Linked DNA regions of Gasterosteus aculeatus: region 2 is linked to region 1. A link is a contact called in public Hi-C data. All regions are on one chromosome and are shown on one strand. The core of a region is the stretch at or near the end of the contact, and the rest is flanking DNA. Distances in the headings are between cores, read along the strand shown. Region 1 has its middle 31 kb from the start of tle3b. Region 2 has its middle 33 kb from the start of LOC120812653.

The links. A called contact is a pair of places that touch in the nucleus more often than the background predicts.
Region 2: a contact with region 1 is called in a Hi-C map of tail fin, with 1.5 times the contacts expected there. The contact joins two enhancer-like sites. A contact is called at or near these places in 2 of 6 Hi-C or Micro-C datasets (liver and tail fin).

What each region holds. Positions count from the first base shown.
Region 1 is chr12:20,437,326-20,443,069 of fGasAcu3.hap1.1, forward strand. No RefSeq gene overlaps it. Among protein-coding and RNA genes, the nearest start is that of tle3b, 31 kb to the right of the region's middle. Within about 2 kb of position 2,481, at least 5 of the 9 cell types and tissues checked have open chromatin away from gene starts, as enhancers often do.
Region 2 is chr12:20,504,810-20,510,385 of fGasAcu3.hap1.1, forward strand. No RefSeq gene overlaps it. Among protein-coding and RNA genes, the nearest start is that of LOC120812653, 33 kb to the right of the region's middle. Within about 2 kb of position 1,627, at least 5 of the 9 cell types and tissues checked have open chromatin away from gene starts, as enhancers often do.

The DNA of each region.
Region 1 (5,744 bases), core at 1,231-3,730:
AGTAGCGTGATAGCCTCTGGGATGACGGAGGGATTAGCCCGATTATCTCACTCTCTCCCCCATCCAGTCGGGCCTCGTCTGCAGCCGAAAAGCTGCCAGATGTGGCACCTACAGATAGAGAGAGGGAGGGGAGGAAACAACCTGAGGGAAGGAGGGAGGGGGGGGATAGGGAGGGGGAGAAGGAGAGGTTAAGTGAGGGGAAAGGAAGGAGGCCGATAGCGAGTAGCGAAAGGTTATAAAGATAGCCGTTAAAAGAAAAAGACGGGGGGCAGGGGGGGGCAACAGGGAGAGAAATGGGAGGAAAGGGTGTAGGGAGCGACAGACAAGGTAATGATAGTGGGGAAGGAGAGGGGAGAGGGGGGGCGAGATAGGAGGCAGAACTCCCTGTTTGCTTGGCTTCACTCTCATTCCCTCCAGTGCACATTGACTCCCTGCTCGGCTTAATACGGGATTTCATCAAGGTGGTGCTCAGACCAGCTTTACATTTTAATTTGTGGATTTTGCAGGCAGTTTTAGTCCGTACCGGGGGCTGTGTATAGTAAGGCATCCACTGTTTGTACATTTCTAATGATTCCGGGCCACACTTTTACAACTTATTGGGTGTGAATGCTGCAAACGTTCTGTGAGCCAAGAGAGAAAAACTTAATTTAAACATCAAAGCGGTGAATTGGGCACAATACAAAATGAAAACTGCACTGATTTTCTTTTCTCAAAGCAATTCCTTGTTGACGATTGTTGTTCACATGTAGAGCCAGAACCACACGAACCGAAGGAATCACGAGAGCAGATTTCCACGTCCTTATTCATCAGTCTCACTTCCTATCAGATGCAAACTGTGACCTGAAGTGTGAAACCCCCGACCCCCCCCCGTCCACTCGACGGAGAGGACGTTCTGCACACAGCGACCACAGACCACATTCGACCTCGCCGTGGAGGGTTCCTGTCTTGTGCTTTGCTCTGCGGGGCAAATTCTCTGAGATGGCAGATTGGGAGTCGGGTTTGGTGTGAAAGCCCAGCATTGTTACGCCGGTCACAAGAGCTGAGCCGAGCTCGGCGGAACCGATGTGCGGTTGTCGTGTGGTACCGCTTCGGAAAGACGGCAATTGAGTTCCAGTGAAACCACGTTCTGTACATCGTGTAATCTGTAGATCCAAACCGATCCGCGTCATTGATTTATGATGCTGTTCATCGGCCCGTTTTACCAAAGCACGAATTCTAGGTCCCGCTTGGTTGATTATACTTATTGTATAAGCAAGTATGACTTATGGGCCTTTCCCAGGTTCTGATTTTGTGTCCTTTGCTCTCCCCCGGCTTCCGGAGTACCTGGAACTGAAGTTAACTGATACTAAACACAAGTTCCCGGCAGAGCTGTTTTATCTTTAACGATCAAGATGATCTTGATGATCAGCGTAAAATGTTTTTCAGTTTTCAAGTTTGAAATGCGAGGAATAAGCACTGAAGTTCCTGGTTAGGGAAACCCTGGGGAATCAAGTTAAAATCAAGTTAGTCTGTTGAGCCTCTGGACGATTCTAACATGTAAGAAGACGGGACTGTTAATGTGAATGTTGTATAGTGGCTCCTTGTGGAGAAGTAAAAACGGAGCAGGATTTAGAAAACGTCTCATGATCATGCAAAGAAAGAAAAGGTTACACAATGTTGTTATTCTGTTTATTTATTAATCCTTTATATTTATTTAAGGGAACCTTTTGACGATTAACTTCTTCAAAATGGTATGTTTTGGAAATGGGTTTTTGAAATAATGGTTAACCTGAGGAAATCGCTGTGGTTACTTTTGATGCTTTTACTTGTCTTAAAGGGGACTACGATTAGACTACGACATGTTGACAGATTCCAAATAGCATTGGGATTTATTATTATTGAGTGTCTCTGTGTGAACGGCACCAGCTTTGTATTTATTCGTTTATGTTAAAGTATAAAATATTTTATTTTATTATTAAATATCTTAAAATTGATTTAGTAATTTACAAATTGTGTTGAATGAGGAATTACAATCGCATGGTTCTGCTACTCCAGACACCAGGCCATGCTTACTTTTTTTAAGGCAGGTTTCTTTTTGTTCTCATGTCCTTTGTCACAGAACCCCAGTTGTGGCTTACACGGCCTAAATATGCTGACAGGGAAACAGAACCGTTATATCTTGCACAAAAGCCCACAAACCCAAAAGCCACAAGTAGCAGCCTCTCTAAACCCGGAGCCTCAAACGCAGACCTACCGGAATAGTTTTAAGGGCAGGAATCTGCACTTCGCACCCTCTTCTCAACAGTTCACAACAACTTCCAAACACAAGTTAAATCAGGCGTTTCTAATCCTTCTTTTAGTTTCTAATTGTCAAAGAGCTTGTTTCAGTCCGGATGGCTGACGTAGAAACCGTATCGCCGCATGCAGTTGTGGGTTACTGTATTCTCCGGTGGCTCACATCTACACAGGATGTGCCGACAGAGCTGCTTGGAGTTTTTTTTGTAGTGAAGTGGATAGATTGTTTCCGTGCACTTTGTTTGTGCGATGTGTGTGTGCGTGCATGAGCGAGGCCTCTGCGCTGTAAACAAGATTTGCTTCTGCCCTCAAACCATGGCCGACAGAGTGCTGCTGTGTGTTCCACAGCCGCACAGCCTCTTTCTTTTTTTTTTCCTCTCTCCACGGGTTATTGGGTATGGTGGGTTGTCATGGCAACTGGTGAGCGGTTGTTCTCCGTGATTCTTCTCCTCTCTCATCTAACTAGAGAGAGAGAGGAAGCTGGACGCGAATCGAATCCCCCGACCAGCCGAACTGATCAGGAGAACTTAACTGGAACGAGTTGGAACCGGGGGGGGAACTGTAGAGTCTGGTTCCTCTCCCTCAAACAGACGTCGTCCTCACAGGTTTAACGAGCCAAACCTGCACTGGCACACATCCCCCCCACCCCCTTTCGCTTTTATTATGTCGGGAGGCACAAAAACAGGCTGACCTCATGACGTTGCATTGATATTTGTATGCATCTTGCATGAATTCTTTGGTGATAACGAGCAGACGTAGCGGAAGGAGACGCATTTGTTCTCTTTGTCTTTTCTACACAAAAGCCTCTGCGCGTTTGCCCCATTTTGGCCTAAACGGAACTCATCCGTTATCTGTGATCGGTGCATGTGCAACGCTGTCGGAGTTGTTAGGCTAATCTAGCCGATAAGTCAGAATGGGAGCGGATGACTTTCGTCTTATCTTCCCACAGCTTAGTGCTGCAGTTGGTCTCAGTTCAAAGTGTCGGAACACTTTTACACACACACACACACACACACACACAAACACACACGCGCGCGCTCAGCGAAAACATACAAAAATGTTCACACACTACTTACATCTTTCATATCTGAAATGTCTTTGTGTGTCTGCGTGTGGTCACCGATGCGTGCAAACGTGCTCTTCTTGTCTGGCTGACGTGGTTGGAAGCCGCTGTCGACCGCGCGACAGAGTCTGCAAGTAAAAGCTACAAAACACTGTGCATTAAACGCAGCACAACGGGCGTCAACAGCTGTGTGCTGTGAGGATCTGTGTTCTTTTACATGAACTGAGGCTGGATTTGTAGGTGAGGAGATCCACAGGAACAGTGTAGACAGTGAGACGGGTTAAGAAATGACTACTTTAAGAATTTATTATAAACTATAAAATTGGTTATTTTTGTTGTTAATCAACTTACATTAATTTCTAAATACCCACGCAATGTCAAAAATGATTCTTCTTTTGCTTGAAAACATCTCTAAAGGAGATTGTACAGCCACCAATAATTTGTCTTTTGATCATTTGAGTAAATGCTGTTTTGTGAGTCAATTCTGAGCTGCCCTTTACTTCTATCTTATTTGGAAGAAAAGAGAGAGACAAAACAAGTGCATAGTGAGAACGAAAGAAAGGTGAGAGTTTTGAAAAAAGTAGGCTACCCCTCCACAATTGCATAACCGTGACCTATAATACACCGCAACAAAGACCAAGAACAAAAGTGGGATGGAAACTGTTTTTTGTGTGTGCATGTGTGTGTGTAAGAATGTGTACACGCACACCTCTGTGGGTGTGTAGATGTACACGATGTGAGAGCTGACGCACTTTATTTCAAATGAGTAAAATAGAGCAGTGGAGTTGTGTGTGTGCGTGTGTGCGTGCAGCCCCTACAGTGCACACCTGTGAGATTTAGATGTATTGGTTTCCGTCTTTCTGCAGGCGGTGCTTTGTGAAATGCATTGATGGCACATTGTTTTTGCTGCGCTGCTCGCCCACAAGCCCGCTACGACAATCTCACGGCCAAGTTGTCAACATCGATGCATTAGAGAGATTGGTCATCGTATTGTTTTCTGATCAAGATGGATTACTCTTCATCAAGAGCTCACAGAGGTTTAGGATTGGAGATATGAAATCACATTGATGCATTTGATGGAATAGTGGGGCTGAGGGATCTTGGATTGAGATCTCTGCGCCTTATTACATTTCTCTGACGTGGATCAAATTACTTTTTCTGACTTTTTTTTTGTTGTTGTTGTCAATACACGGAAGGCGCTGAAGGCTCCTTCCTTTGCATTTCTTATCGTTTGTCTACGTCCAGAACGTCATTCTCACAGGGAAAGCATTTAAATCTCTGCAGGGGCTTAAGCAACATCCCAAAAGCCGGCCTGCTCATTGTTTTAAATTCCTGGTAAAGGAAAAAAAAGAAGGTGGGTTCCACATTTGGACTTCCCCTCTCATCCTTTTACTTTTCCTTCACTTCTGAGCACATTTAGACGCGGCAGCGCGGTGAAAGGAGAGCAAATTGAGCCTTGAATCCAAACATGTGACATCAGAAGGCCAAATGGCCCTGGACCACCCACAGGCATTGTGGCTTCTCTCTAACTGAATGTGGACTAAATTAGATGCTGCCTCAAACCGTTACCCTGCAGCTTTTATTAACCACACCAGAACCAAATGCATCTGTGGCCGGTTTTCGACTTCTTCTTTTTGACTCATTTTGTCATTTCTGATATGAGGAAGTTGTGTGTTTTTATAGAAAGGTCAACGACGAGCGACACGTTGTGTACATTCAGATGCAGAAGGGTTGAATCGTGTGTTTTGAGACGCTAAGCTCGAGTTTGTCTGTTTAGGGCGGAGCTGTGTGACACACACACACACACTCGGCTACAAAGTGACAGATCTGTATACACAACTTACTATTACCAAAATGTGTGTGACAGAGTTGTGTATTAGTGAAAGACACAATCCTGCCAACAGAAACACACACACACACAAACACAACCATTTTTTAGGGTGAGGGAGGTGAGCTGTCTGTGCTTCCATGTCTCAAGCGTAGGAAAGCGCACACACAACTAGGACGGAGATAAAACACCTGGAAACCATCTGGACAACACACACACACACACACACGTTTACATCCAAACACAATCATTTGACCTTAGTGAACTTACATTTATGTAATTATTTGCAGTGCAAATGTTGATTTCTGAAACATGCACAACACGGATGAACAAATATTAATACGATAGATGTATTGGCTATACTGTTTGTAGGTGCACACACACACACACACACACACACCACGTAAACCCACGCTCGCTTGCTGTAGTGGAAAATTACGGGGCTGCCATGCACGCCTGTATGGTTATGGGAGCCATTGAGAGCGGGAATGGGCTATTTGTGGTGTCTTGCTGACTGGACCAAAGCAGAGCAGACCCAAGCTGGGGTGAGGCTTGAAAGTGGGAAGCAGCGAGGTGTCA
Region 2 (5,576 bases), core at 377-2,876, 67 kb after region 1:
CTAAAAGAGGCCGAGGTATAAAGCCATGTACACAAACAGAAAGTATTGTTTCATAGATGTTGCTGTGCACTCAGGGTTTGATTTTGTATTGTGTTTTTTAAGCTTTTGTGGGGTTTTGTCGCACCAAGAAACGGTGGATTTTTTTGATTTTCTCTGATTAATCTGCAAAAAAAAAAAAATTTCACCAAAGCAGAAAAGCAGAAGCAGCAGAAATGTGAGGAAACAATAAACAACAAAATGAATGTTTACCTTGGTCAACAGGTGGCATGGGCTTTTGATCACCAAACCATAGTCTTTCATCCTGGATGCTTAGTGAAGAACACCCTGGAAATGCTGCCTGGGGTGGGAGTCTCGTCCGGGTGAAAATGGTCCTGACGGAGGTCCAGTAGGTGCAATTCCAGCTATTGAAAGGGTGTATTTAAGTGTGTGTGTTCAGTGAAAAGGACCGCTGGCTTTTAACAATGTCAAGACCAAAGTCGCCACAGATTGGCTCGCTTGTGCTGTGAGGATCCAAACCCATTTAGAGAACTCAGAGGGTATTAGTTGGTGATTTAGGTCCTAATGAATGGGCTGCCAAGACACATACACATAGATGTGTCCTCATCAAACACACACACACACACACACTAATCCTTCAATGAATTGGAACTAAACATTGCTCTCACCCCGAAGCCTTCTCGGTGCCATGCTAAACACCGGGTCATGGAACGCCATCTGCTGTCCTCGCTTCCAAAAAAGAAAAACACAAAGAAAAGAGAAGAGAGATCTTCTGTGAAAGCAGCGCGAATAAGCACACAATGCTAACAACCCCAAGACCCCGAAAAGCCAGATGAGAAGCCCAAATATTGCCCCATTACTGATCCTCTGACCCCAAAGGTGATGTCCATTATAGCACACCAAGCACTGGGGTAGAACCAATCCTAACCCAGTTCCCATTTGCATACGAAAGGCTTTAGCCTCGGAATACAGCATCCAGAGTGGAGGCTCTGGCTCTGATTTCAAGGGATATTTAGCCTCCTATTCAGCCATCAACAAAGGACGGGCATTCAGACAGGCGAGGAGGGAGGCAGTGCTCGCTGAGCCGTCACAGAGCTCATTTGTTCTCTTCTGTTTACTTAAGCCTCCCCCTCTTTTTTTTGGAGCCCGGATGGGTGGGTGATTGGGAACCCTCCTCCCATCACTCTGTCCCAGTGGGAGAGATAAACAGCAATTCAAACGGTAGTCAGAAAAAGGTTTTGATTTGCATGAATTTATCGGTCAATCAGCCCTGCCGACAATCATCAGCAAAACTGTCAGGTCGATGCTGGGTGGAATTATTCATTTATTTTAATTCATTCTTCTCCTGCTCCTCGCGTTGGTTTGTCTACTTGAGCCTGTCGGCAGAGAGAATGTACTTTGATGCATGTATGCGCGGCCACGCACTGTTCGAGTGTCTTTATTTAGTCTGATGGGGAAACACCGATGAAGGTGAGAGGCCTCCCACACCCGATTCCTGAGCATGGGCCAGGAGCCTGCGAGGCAAGGAGAGGTATTTGTAATTATATGGGTAGATTACGGAGTGGCCTGGAGGCTGAGGCGGACCGCACTCCTTGTCCAACAGGTATTAAACGAGCCGCTGTTAGACGGACGCGTCGGCTCCAGGTCGGCTGGGTGCGGCGTAACGTGAAGCTCAACGACTGCAAACACACTAAGTGTGATGACGCGCACGAGGGAATGCTGTGTGATTAACGGACAACGCATACCTTCAGGTCAATGTCATTAACTCCACGACAAGAGCAAACTCACAAGAAACGAGCAGTCACAATTATCTACAACAAGGCGCGACAACAAGAACAAACGATCCGATGCGGGCCGTTCAAAGATGATTTACATCAGAGAGAACGATATCAGCTGCATAATATTAAAAGCACGAACAGATCAACGTGCAGATGTAACTCTTACTAAATACAAAGATCTGGTGGTTGACTTTCCAAAGTCACGCTGCTCCACTGGCCAATCAGAGCGCAGGTTACTCCCTACATGCTTTTATTCTCCCCTCGTACATAGAGACAGAGGGGCTGATTCTGATTGGAGTGGGATAAATAATTATAATACAATTACATTTTAAAATAGCTATAACTTTGTGATCCGGTTTCTGGCAGCAGAGAAGCTTCCATTAAATCCATTGCTGACTCTCACTTTTTTTTTATTTTTATGATGTATATACATACATCATAAAAATGCTTTAGATTAAATGCTCAGCAGAATTGAGATGGATTATGTGGTTCTTTACTGGAAAACGAAGGTCGGGGCTTCAGTGTGTTTACATCAATTAGTGAAATCCTCTAAAGCTGCTGAGACAGATCATTTGTTTCCTTTCACAGCTGCCACATAAATGCAAGTGAGCAGAAAACTAATTGTGGTTCTCTCTCATCCTCCTTCCCGCACACGTGTTACGCTGAAGAGAAGTCAAACTGAATTATTACAGCCTGTGGAAACTGAATAAAACTGTGCTCGTATCATTTTGATGCATGTTAAGAAGCCAAAGGGAGATTCGTCCGTCACGTACGATGACGAGTTAACAAAGTATACTTTTTAGAAATAAGTGGAAATGGCCCCACTTTGTAGTACAGATAACTATCAAATATTATGCAGATAAAAAATATTTGTGCAGACGCTCAATCTCATCCCAAAGAGAGAAACGTTTGTTCAAAAGAACAAAAGGTTCCTAATCACCAACAACTCCCTGTGACACTTTACAGTTATTTACAGTTTATATAGTCTCAACATAAGCACAAAAGCTACAAAGTACAGAAAGCCTCCGAACAAAGGACCTGTCTGCCTGTGGTTTGACGAGGAGGGCCGGCAGAATAAAGGGCCCCCTTCTGCAAGGCGGCGCTGTCCACGGTGCTGAACGCGACGCCTCTGCTCGGGCAGCGACGTCTTTCACGTCCACGTCGGGTGTTTATGTGTGTGGAATTATGGCTGAATGAATCCAAAGAGCCAGATCACAACGTCCTCTTTAACTAGTGTAGCACAGAGGAAGGTCAAAGTTCCGATGTGCCTTTTGTAGAAGGGGCTTCATTGCACTCACGCTTTTATTTACCGATATTCAAAGCGAGAGCAAACAAGTGGCGACCTTCGGGCAAAGGTTAGATGGTTCGTAGTCAAGCCTCTTGTCTCTGTGCCTCAATCTCTTTATCCCTGGACTGAGCTGGTCCTGGCCCACGGCCCGTTCCCAGGCTGAGTGTGTGATTCTTTATCCTCCCAGCGGGGAGTTATCTCGGGGTAAAGGGCTCACTACTGTTTTTACACAAACAAAGGCTTTGGAATGAAACGGAGGAGAGCGCCACGGCCCGATCGCCGCGACTGGCTGTCCGCCGGACCGCTCGATGCCGCTTCCACCTCAGGCACCTCGTGGACGCCACGCTGGTCGTGGTGATCAAGCAGGCGGGGCGGGGCGGAGCCATCGGCGGAGGGTTGAAGGCGGGTTGTGTGGCGTGTGTGTGTCTGACTCCTCCTGTCCTGTTGTTTACGCATTTTTATGCACGGGTCTTCAGTTCACTGGTTGCTATGGTAACTATGACTGGAGGAGGAAGGAGATAGATGACGTCTTTATGGGGCTGAAAAGTCCCTGTCAGCGGGGTGTTTCCTGTTTTAAACCATGAATGAGTGCACGTGAGCCTGCCCATCGGCTGCGGTGAGATTATTAGTCCAGGATGGGCGGTGAAGAAAACGCAAAGTTACATACTGAGCTTCTTTCGTTTCTGAAATTGAGCAATTCTGTACATGATTTGCATCACCAGGAGAGACTCCAATCTATATGTCAACGATGTACGTATGTAAATCCAACAAAACACACTAGGCCAAGTAACACACAACACTTTTAACTTTAGTAAACGATTTCCAACAGTCGACAAACGGGAAAACCAAAAGGCCACGAACGGAAAAGCATCTCTTTATTTTTTACAGTATCTTTAAAAAGGGAAAACACGCCAACTCGCCCCTCATGCCCTCCTAAGCCTCCTGCCCTCTCGCTCCCATGACGATCTCGGACATCCATTAAATCTGTTTTTGTCGTTAATTAATAATTTATAACGTTTCAACCAATCAAAGCATCCAAATCTCAAATGCATTGTTCATTTCCTTGGAGATGTGTTACTGCTTGATTCTCATCCAGCACTAATGTGTAACTTTACTCACTAAACAATAAACCAACAATTCTACGCTGCTAATAAACCGAGCGATGACACAATGCGACATGGGTTCAGTTTGTTTTCCCAAAACAGTTCATTAAAATCATTTTGAAGACTACAGACTAAACATGAACTCACATATTGCTTGTTGCTGTCTTGAGAAAGCTGGATAATTTAATCTATTACGATTTAGTCTCAAACATGAGCTTCATGTTTACCAGATGTTGATTGACCTCAGTCACATCTGCTGCCTGTACATGGTTCCACTGAAGAAGCTGAGGGTCGTTCTTTGCTCATGGGCACCTCGGCGCTGGTGAAAGAACCTCACAGTTGACAAGATTGCACAAGATCCTTTTACTCAAAAGGGCAGAAGCAGATCTATGACATTATCCAATAAGTGTGGACCTCGTCGTTTGCTAATTAGATAGAAATTGCCTCTCCCCAACTCATTTTTGTTTTATATAATTTCCTCTTTTCGCGAAGGCAGGGTTGGTTTAATATCTCACTCCACCTAATTAATGATTTAATGGTAAAAGTCGGGTCCCTTTCTTTCTCTCCGCTAACATTTGGAGGCAAATTCACATTTTCTTATGTGATTTGAAAGCAAAATGAAATAAGGTTAAAAGTTATCGTTAACATTGGCTTTACTAATGAGTTTTCTTAATTAAACTTTCTTTTTTGACTTCCATCACCAACATGACCGCTCAACACCCACCCACACTAAACACTACCAGAACTCACATACACACACGCACTCACAGACACACACACACAGCGAGAGAGAGTGTTAGAAAGCTGTTCTGCCAGCTAGCACCCACTGAGGAAATTGCCCATGATTGACAGGCCTATGTGGGTACCATGGAAACCAAAGATGTAAAATTGATCCAGTAAGAGACATGGCTGACATGAGTGACTGCTAGCGGGGGCATTGTGTCGGTCCGTGTTCATGGTGAGAGACACTGCACTTGTCAGGTTCCTGCTAGTTTGCTCATGCCTGCGTGTGTGTGTGTGTGTGTGTGTGTGTGTGTGTGTGTGTCTAGCTGTGAAATGTTTATTTGCAATACTCCCCGTCTGTTCATGTAACAGTGTCAGCTATATCCTGCTGTATTTAGTGGCCATTTATGAGAAGATCTACTAGCATCCATCTGTCATCGGCTATCTTTGCAACAAGGAGGCCAGCAGCACCTTTCTTTATTTTGCATTCAGAGCGCTTTGTTTGTCATTTGATCAAACAAGTATGAAATCACAACTGAACATCTCATATCATGCTCTGAAAAACAACAATGGGCTTGAATTAGATTGCCGCAAACACACACACACACACACACGCGCATGCACGCATTGCCTCAATGGATAAGGATAAGCAGCACGTGCATGTTAGTTTAGGGGTTGTGTGTGTGT